2 separate regions of the Ovis aries genome follow, and region 2 is linked to region 1. Evidence: chromatin contacts called from public Hi-C data. All regions are on one chromosome and are shown on one strand. Each heading gives the region's core, a stretch centred on a gene start, on an enhancer-like site or on the middle of the called end of the contact. The rest is flanking DNA. Distances are from core to core; before and after follow the strand shown.

The links. Hi-C and Micro-C count contacts between places; a contact is called where the count stands out from the background.
Region 2: a Hi-C map of tail adipose tissue shows a contact between it and region 1, with 4 times the contacts expected there. The contact joins two enhancer-like sites. A contact is called at or near these places in 2 of 16 Hi-C or Micro-C datasets (mixed tissues and tail adipose tissue).

Annotation. Positions count from the first base shown.
Region 1 is chr3:80,744,047-80,748,260 of ARS-UI_Ramb_v3.0, forward strand. It overlaps THADA (THADA armadillo repeat containing), which reads left to right. Exons shown (of 38, transcript XM_060412225.1): 26 at 3,028-3,119. Among named protein-coding and RNA genes, the nearest start is that of THADA, 93 kb to the left of the region's middle. Within about 2 kb of position 1,760, at least 12 of the 54 cell types and tissues checked have an H3K27ac peak or open chromatin away from gene starts, as enhancers often do. A contact at or near this core is called in tail adipose tissue, where this site is marked.
Region 2 is chr3:80,922,454-80,926,667 of ARS-UI_Ramb_v3.0, forward strand. THADA (THADA armadillo repeat containing) reads left to right here. Exons shown (of 38, transcript XM_060412225.1): 32 at 3,139-3,518. Among named protein-coding and RNA genes, the nearest start is that of ZFP36L2, 61 kb to the right of the region's middle. Within about 2 kb of position 2,413, at least 16 of the 54 cell types and tissues checked have an H3K27ac peak or open chromatin away from gene starts, as enhancers often do. A contact at or near this core is called in tail adipose tissue, where this site is marked.

The DNA.
Region 1 (4,214 bases), core at 510-3,009:
AATGTAGTATATCCATAAAGTGGAATATTATTCAGTCATAAGAAGGAATGGCATACTGACAAATGCTACAACACGGGTGAGCCTTGAGAATGAAAGCCACATACAGAAGGTTGGAGGAATGTGTGAGATGTCCAGAACAGGCAAATCCATAGGGACAGAAAGTCTTGCCTAGAGTGGGAAGACGGGAAATGACTGTTAATGTATATAGAGTTTCATTTTGGAGTCATGAAAATGTTCTGGAGTTAAGTAGTGGTGATCATTTCTACTTTGTGAATATAGTAAAATTACTGAAGAGTACCCTTTAAGATAAGTGAATTTTATGATATATGAATTATATCTCAATAAAAGGATCATTTTTTAAATGTCTTATAAGTTTATCTTTTGGTCACCTTTGGAGATTACTGTGGCATGAACTCATTATTCTGCAAACTGGTAAATTTATGGAAATAATTCTGTATTAACTGATAACAGAATGACCAAATAGCTCACTAGGGAAAGCTTTTTTTTTTTTTTTTAATGGTAGTTTTTCTAAAAACTGTAACTAATTAATGGTAGAACACCACTAATTTGCTGTATCTACTGGAAAAATTAATGATAGTCATTGGCCACTAATGAGGGAACTTGATGGTGAATGGATCAGGATGGTAATCCTTCTGATCCATCTTAACATTACTCAAAGACATTATGTGTCTCCTGCCTTCAGCCTGTTGAATCAAACAAGGGAGTTTTCCTTCTGCAGGCCCTCATTCAGTCTGTAAAACAGTCCTCTATGGTTTTGATAAAGTGTGCCTCCTCAGGCTTCCCCTTTCCTCTCCAGGCAGTCCTGTTTTAACTTTACTGCCTCTGGCAGTCTTTGTCAGAAAGTTTGGTTTAGGGCAAGATGAAGTTTGTGTATTGATTTTTCTTTTCGTTTTATGCTTTTGTGTGATTCTTTAAAAAAAACAACCACCAACTTTTAATTTTATATTGGTGTGTAACCTGCTAACAATTTTGTGGTAGTTTCAGGAGCACAACAGAGCGACTCAGCCATGCATATACATGTATCTATTCTCCCCCAAACTCCCTTCCCATCGAGGCTGCAGCATAACATTGAGCAGAGTCCCCTGTGCTACACAGTAGGTCCTTTTTGGTTGTTACTTTTAAATATAGCAGTGTGTACCTGTCCATCTCAAGGTGATAGGGTCATGGATGACTTTACTAAGTCATCTTCAACCTAAGGAGTCTTTGGGAACCAAGTCCATAGACTAGGTGAGAGGTAAGACCTGAGCTAGGTCAGAGGGGATGTCAGTAGAGTACCAGGACAGAGTGACTTGTTTGGAGATATCAGGGATTTCATTAATGTTTGTTAACTGTGGAATGGATGTAAGTGAGCTTGTCCAATTTTAGAGTTTCATTGCAATTAAGGTATGAATTGTGCCGGTGTATCTGTGGTCCATTTCAAGAGTTACCGCACATAAATTGAGTCAGTCATGTGCTTCTGGAGGAGAGGTTACACACTGGTGGCTGATATGTCAAATCTGGCCCACAACTGTGTTTTATTTGGCTCCCGCAATACGGTTTTTTTTTTTTTCTTTAATTTATTGCCAACATTTCAAAATAGAATTCACATAAAACTTAGGGTTTCTGGCTTCTGTTGAAAAAGCAGAAGATCTGGCAACACCGGGCTTACATTTTCCTCAGGGCATTAGCTTCAGCTTCAGCTTAATAGTGCCTGCCTTAGACCCAGTCCTCTGCCGCCTGTGTAACTCACTGCCTTTGTGGGCGTTTGAGTGTGTGATCCTTACTGCAGTAGTTTCGGGAAGCTGTTTTCTAAATCCTACATTGTTACTGTCAGCTACCTTTCTTCTTACATTGCTATTTTAACACACTGTATAACTCCTGTCTAATTAGAATATGAGCTCTGTGTTAGCAGTAAGTGTGTGTCTTCTATTTCTGGATATTCTCCATGGTGCTAGTATACGGCCTTACATACTTAGGAAAGTCAGTACATATTTATACATCTCTACTCAGATTTGGCAAGGTAATTGAGGAAGCCCAATATCCCTGGTATAGGGCTTCCCTTGTGGCTCAGCTGGTAAAGAATCTGCCTGCAATGCAGGAGGCCTGGATTCGATCCCTGGGCTGGGAAGATCCCCTGGAGAAGGAAAAGGCTACCCACTGCAGTATTCTGGCCTGGAGAATTTCATGGACTATATAGTTGATGGGGTTGCTATAAAGAGTCAGACACGTCTGAGTCAGACATGACTGACCGACTTTCACCTTCAATGTCCCTGGTGGCTCAGATGGTAAGGAGTCCGCCTGCAGTGCAGGAGACCTGGGTTGATCCCTGGGTTGGGAAGTCCCTTGGAAGAGGGCATGGCAACCCACTCCAGTATTCTTGTCTGGAGAATCCCCATGGTTAGGAAAGCCTGGTGGGCTACAGTCCATGGAGTCCCAAAGAGTCAGACACTACTGAGCAACTAAGCACAGCACAATATGCCTTGATACTCAAGACATTTTTATGACATAGGAAACTGTCTTGATACATTGGTTGGGAAGCAGATTAGTATTTTATTGGCCATATTAATAATGTGGATCCATTGAGTTAGATCTGATAAGTATTTTCTCATAGGTAAATGATTGTAGAAAATAAAAGGAAAGAGCTAAGCTCTTTCTTGGGATATTCATCAGAAATGATGTAGAAAAATGAATTTATTGGTTTTGTTTTTTTAAAAATGGTTACTTGATGATACAGGTACAAAGAGATAATGCAACAGTTGGTGGTTGTAAAGAAGTACAGGAAAAAGCTGTGTTATGTACATGTGGTTGGATTGTTGAGCTCAGTTTAAGAGGAAGTCCTTCATAGTAATGAAGTAATTGCTATAAAGTTATTGAAAATTGTCTTATTTTATGAACACAACTCTATCTTCTTTAGCCACACACTAGGCAATCGGGTAATGGTTTTGAACATTGTAAATGTCTGAACATTGTAAATGTTGGTTTCATGCCATGAATATTTCTTAACTTGTACTGTGTATTTTTACACAGGTGAGAAATTCATCCACGCTTCTCTTCAGTACCTTGATCACAAGAATATTTGGAGTTAAAAGGGGAAAGGATGAACTTTCCAAAAAAAATAGGTAAGCTTCATCTAATGCTAACTTTATTTTTTACAAAATATCATTCTGGCCAAAAATAATTTTTAGAATTTTGCTTACTTTTATAGATTGATCTAGAGCATAAAACTATAAAAATACTATAGTAAATGAACCTATGCTGCCAAATGTTAAGCCCCTAGGCAAAAATATCTACTGTTTAATAAGTGGACCTTTCAAAGCAACAAAAATATTGGAGGTAGCAAGGGCTGAAATGTAGAGCTTGTTTTTCAGTGCAGCAGCTAAAGTTGTTTTTGTTTTGTTTTGCTTCTGATTTAATCTTCTTCAGGTATTCCTGAAATGTCCTAAATTGCTTTTTCTTAATGTGTCATCAAGTACTAGCTTGTGCAATATCTTTGCTTTTATAGTAACTGGAAGTTTAAATGTCTATGGTATACTCATCAGGCCATGTCCCAGGTTACTTCTGCATTAACCTGTAGCCAGGGGGAGTAGTTAAAGGTGCTGGACACACAGAATAAACAGTGCTTTCAACTTTTAGGTCTTCTGTGTTGTGTTTACTCTCTAAGATGTTTTTCTCTTAGGATTTTTTTTTTAATGTCTGGAGGAAAACTTATTGAAACACTTTGATTATGAGTAATCTTTGGATACAAGGCAAAAGTTCTGTTTGTTGGTTTTTAAAGAAGAGAAGCTTTGAATAGTTGTTTATTAGCAGTTGGGAGGGTTTAATGGCAGTCTGCTGGCTTGCAGTTGTTAACACTAGATGTCACTGTCGCTGCGTGTTTAATCACCTCCTGTAACTATTTAGGGTCTGATTTGGCCCAGTGGTCTTTCTCTTGATGCTCTAGAGATGAATCAAGCCCTATTCCTCTCCTGCCAAAAAAAGTTGATGATCAAACTTTTAATTCAGATTTTAAGCTCGTTTATTAAAATATATTTTCTTGTGGTGGAACTAAGCCTTAAGGATTAGAAAATATCATGAAATAATTATTTGATGTACTGTTAGTAATTCTAATGAAACCTATTGGTAGTTCTGAATTGTCATTTAAATTGCTGTTTATCACCCCATGCCTGCTAAGTTGCTTTAGTTGTGTCCGACTCTGCAGCCCCTATGGACTGTAT
Region 2 (4,214 bases), core at 1,163-3,662, 180 kb after region 1:
ATGAGACACCCGTTCCATCCCCTGGGTCGGGAAGATGCCCTGGAGGAGGACATAGCAATCTGCTCCAGTATTCTTGCCTGGAGAATTCCATGGACAAAGGAGTCTGGTGGACTAGGAGCTGGAATCGAACATGTATATGATGAGCCAGTGTTGAAAGCCTGCCTATGAGGGACCTTTCTAGAGCTTTTTCATTCTTTTGAATTCTTGGGGATTTCCCCTCCTTTGATATTTTTATCGATAACAAAAAATGCGGGCGGTGAATTTTCTAGTTCTTCACTATGGTGAAGTACTGGGCTGGAATCAGCTGTGCTCTTTGGAACTGCAGCCCATATCTACCCACCGCCCCCCAAACCCTGTGAACCCCTATGAAAGTCATAGCTTAGGAGTGTGGTTCTCTGCTGGGGGACAGAGCGGAATTACCTGTTGGCTAATTTCAAACCAACCGAATTTGGAGTCTACAAAGATGGGATTGGGGCCGTCCGAATCAGAGCCTACAAAGATGGGATCGGGGTATGTGTGGTTTTAATAACTTCTGGTTAAGAGCCATCACCTGAAGACAGTGGTTTTCGAAGTACCTGGCATCAGCAGCAGCATCACCTGGGAACTCGTTGGAAATGCAGATTCCTGGTACCCGCCCCAACCATCCTGGATCAGAAACTTTGGGGGTGAGGCCCAAGCAGTGCTTTGTGGTTTAACAAGCCCTCCAGGTGGTTCTGATGTTCACTCAAGTTTGAGAAACTCTGCTTTAGGACCCTTCTTTGGGTCTTTCTGCAGAACAAGAGTATTTCTAACCAGCGGTTTGGAGAAAACACCTACATGAATGTCATCTGATAGTATCCTAGCTTGTCACTCTGACGGAACCTCCCCCCGCTGCTCCTCTGTTGACAGGTTAATTCAGTGAAGCATCTGCCTGCCTCTCTTTATCTATTCTCTCCCAGCTCTCCCCCCACAGCAACTGCCCTTTCCTCTTCCAGGCAGGCACCTCTGGGCAGCCTCAGTGCCCATCTTAAATTGTGTTCCCTCCTGAAAGCTCCCCATCGCCTTTTTTTTTTTTTTTACTTCTTCTAATAGAAAGTAAGTGTACATTGCGTTCCTTTTGGTCATTCTTATGGCTTTTGTATTTCCTTTACCTACTATTTCCTGTGTGACCGTAGGCAAGTAACTTGACCTCTGTTTCCTGTAAAATACCGAGGAATCATAATAGTGCCTATTTCATTAAATGAGTTAGTACTTATTAAAGTGCTTAGACTAATACTCAACGAGTGTCAACTCTAAGAAGACAAAGATTCAGTTGTGTCCAGCTCTTTGTGACCCCACAGACTATAGCCCATCAGGCTCCTCTGCCATTTCCTTCTCCAGGGGATCTTCCCGACCCACAGTTGAACCTGGGTCTCCCACATTCCAGGCAGATTCTTGACCATCTGAGCCACCAATTCTAAATGTAATTATTGTTCACTCATTAAAAGATGGGTATGTGATATTTTATAGTGCCTGGCACATTAATACTCAACAGTTACCAGCCCTTCCCTAGTGATTTTAGGGCACCAAGCATTTTGCCATTTTAGTAGTTGTTTTATCTTCCCATCAGTTTTGAAGCTTTTTGGCAGCAGGTAAAATACATCTTCTCCCTTTCTCTTCCTTACTTCATCCTTTCTCTCCTCCATGACTGCAGCAGTTGTTCGGCTTGTCTCTTTGCTTCTAATATTGCCCTCTCAGCAATAAAAACAGTTCAGTGAACATGCTCACTTGATCTTGTTGCTTAAAATAACCCCTCAGTGGCATCCCCTTGGCTGCAGAAGAGTGTGTAGGTTCCTTCACGTGGCCTAGGAGGTTCTCTGCATCCTGACCGCATTGCTTCTCTAGTCACTGTGTTCCCCACCTTGAATTCTGTGCTGAGATCAAATTGCCTATCATTCCCCACATGGTCCATTCCATGTTATGCCTTTGAACCTTTGGTGGTTCCAATGCATTTTCCTCTTTCTTCCTCTTTAAGACTTCCACTACTAGATTGGAATCACCTAGTCATTCATTTCTCTTTCTCCAACTAAATACTAAACTAAACTCTATAAAGGCAGTGTTCTTATTTCACTTAGCACCCAGCACACAGCAAGCAGATAATAAGTATTTGCGATCAGAACTGAGGCTACAAAAAGATTTCGGTGATCTAAAAGGCAAGTTACAAAATTTAACAGGGAGATAAAATTTAACAGGTATCTATTTGGGTTTAAAGCAAACAAACAAAGAAAAGAAGTCTTGATCTGAGTGACTCATCACCGTCAGCAGACCATGTGAAAAAGAAAAGCCTGCAGTTTCAGTTGACTTCATGCTCCACATGAGTCACCGGTGTCATACAACTGCAGCAACCTCATGTCAGAACAGGGAAAGTAGCAGTCCCACTGCTCAGACCACGAGGGAGCCGCGTTCCCTTCTCTGGGGCCCTGCCTGAAGAGGGGGTGAGGCATGTCCAAAGGAAGGGGGCTCAGAATAGTGAGCGAGGGTGGACCCCGTCATCTGGAAACTAGTTGAAGGCAGAAGGACTGTTTCATGTGGAGAACACAGACGGGATACAAGAACTAGTCAGATGCCTAAAGGGCTCTCTGGGGGCCTGATAATGCAGAATTAGGCCACTCAGTGGAAACTCCAAAAAGAACTTTGTGACAGTTAGATCTACTAAACAGTGAAACAGTCTGTCTCGTGAGCTCCAAGTCCCTGTTGGGTTCCACCAAGAGCCTCTGAGAAAAGGTGCTGTTGAGGGGATCTAGCCCCTGCAGGGAGCTTGGACTAGACGTCCTTTTATCCTGCTCAGCTTTGAGACTTGGTGATACAAGAGGTCACGGAGTTTGTATGTATTGGATGTTAGGGAAAGGTACCAGGAATGCATTTTCTGATACAAATGCCTTCTGTGACCCTGGGGTGGCGCGGAAGGAATTATTTTACCTGAATAGAAAGTACTTCAGGGCCAGAATTCTGAATCGTAGTGGCCTCGTCACTTCATACATGGTTTATATGAAATCTACTCAGGAAGGAGGTCTGGTAGTTCTGCCCAGGGTATCCAGAGCCTTGCATATTCTCCCTTGTCCTTTGTGGACCCCTGAATAAAGTGATCATCTCTTTTAATTTGCCTTTCTGTTTTTTTAGTTCTGGAGCATCTTGGCTTCTGGGAGGAAATCGGAAGGATCATCTCAGGATCAGAGCTGATAACAGGGTTCCCCTATACCTACACAGTGCCAGGCCTGCCCCAGTATCTCCAGAGCCTCACCAAACTGGCCATTGCTGCAGTGTGGGCAGTAGCAGCCCAGGCTGGAGAGCAGAACAGGGATGTTCCCATCTCCTTCTCTCAGCTGTTGGAGTCTTCCTTCCCTGAAGTGCGCCTGCTCACGCTGGAAGCCCTGCTGGAGAGGTTCTCAACAGCAGCCTCTGCTCTGGGGGAGAAGGGACTGCCGCCCTTACTGTGGAATATGGGAGGGACATTCTTGACATTGGTGCTGAAGGAAAATCACCCAGAATGCCTCTGCAAGGTAAAGTCTTGTGTACTGATGGGTACACTTTCCTCTCCCCACACTCTTTGGCGAGCCCCACTCGAGTAGGAAAGTCATGAGGTGGGACTGGGTGTGGCATCTCCAGGATAGGAAGGAGATTCAGCATCCAAAGGGCAAGGACTCTCTTTGCACAATGCTTGGCGTGGCTTCGTGCCTTAAAGGGCACTAAGAAAAGTGTTTGATGATAATGGTATTGCCAACAGAGATTAACCAAAGACAGAGATTGAGAGAGTAAGCCACTCAGTGCCCAAGGAGACAGAGCGTTGAAAGTTGGCTGTAGAATGTGCTAACGGGTGAGTCTCTGCTGACATGGCGCTTTAGGGGCAGATGGTGACCTGAAAGCACAATCAGAAGGAGAGGGCACTGGGAGTTCCCTGGTGGTCCAGTGGTCAAGACTGCATGCTTCCATGCAGGGGGTGTGGGTTCGATCCCTGGCCGGGAGCTAAGATTGCATATGCCTAGTGGTGTGGTCAGAAATTTTAAAAAAAAATTTTTTTTAAGGAAAGGACACTGACCTAGGAATATGGCATCTAGCCTCTGATCTCAGTATGCCGCAGCTCCCAACTGTCTTGTTCTCTCAAAGCTGTTAACGGGAAAAAAGAAGACAGTGGGAGTTTTCTGAAAGCTAGACTTCTTTATCCATACAAGTGATTATTTTATTTAGATTCTGAAGAC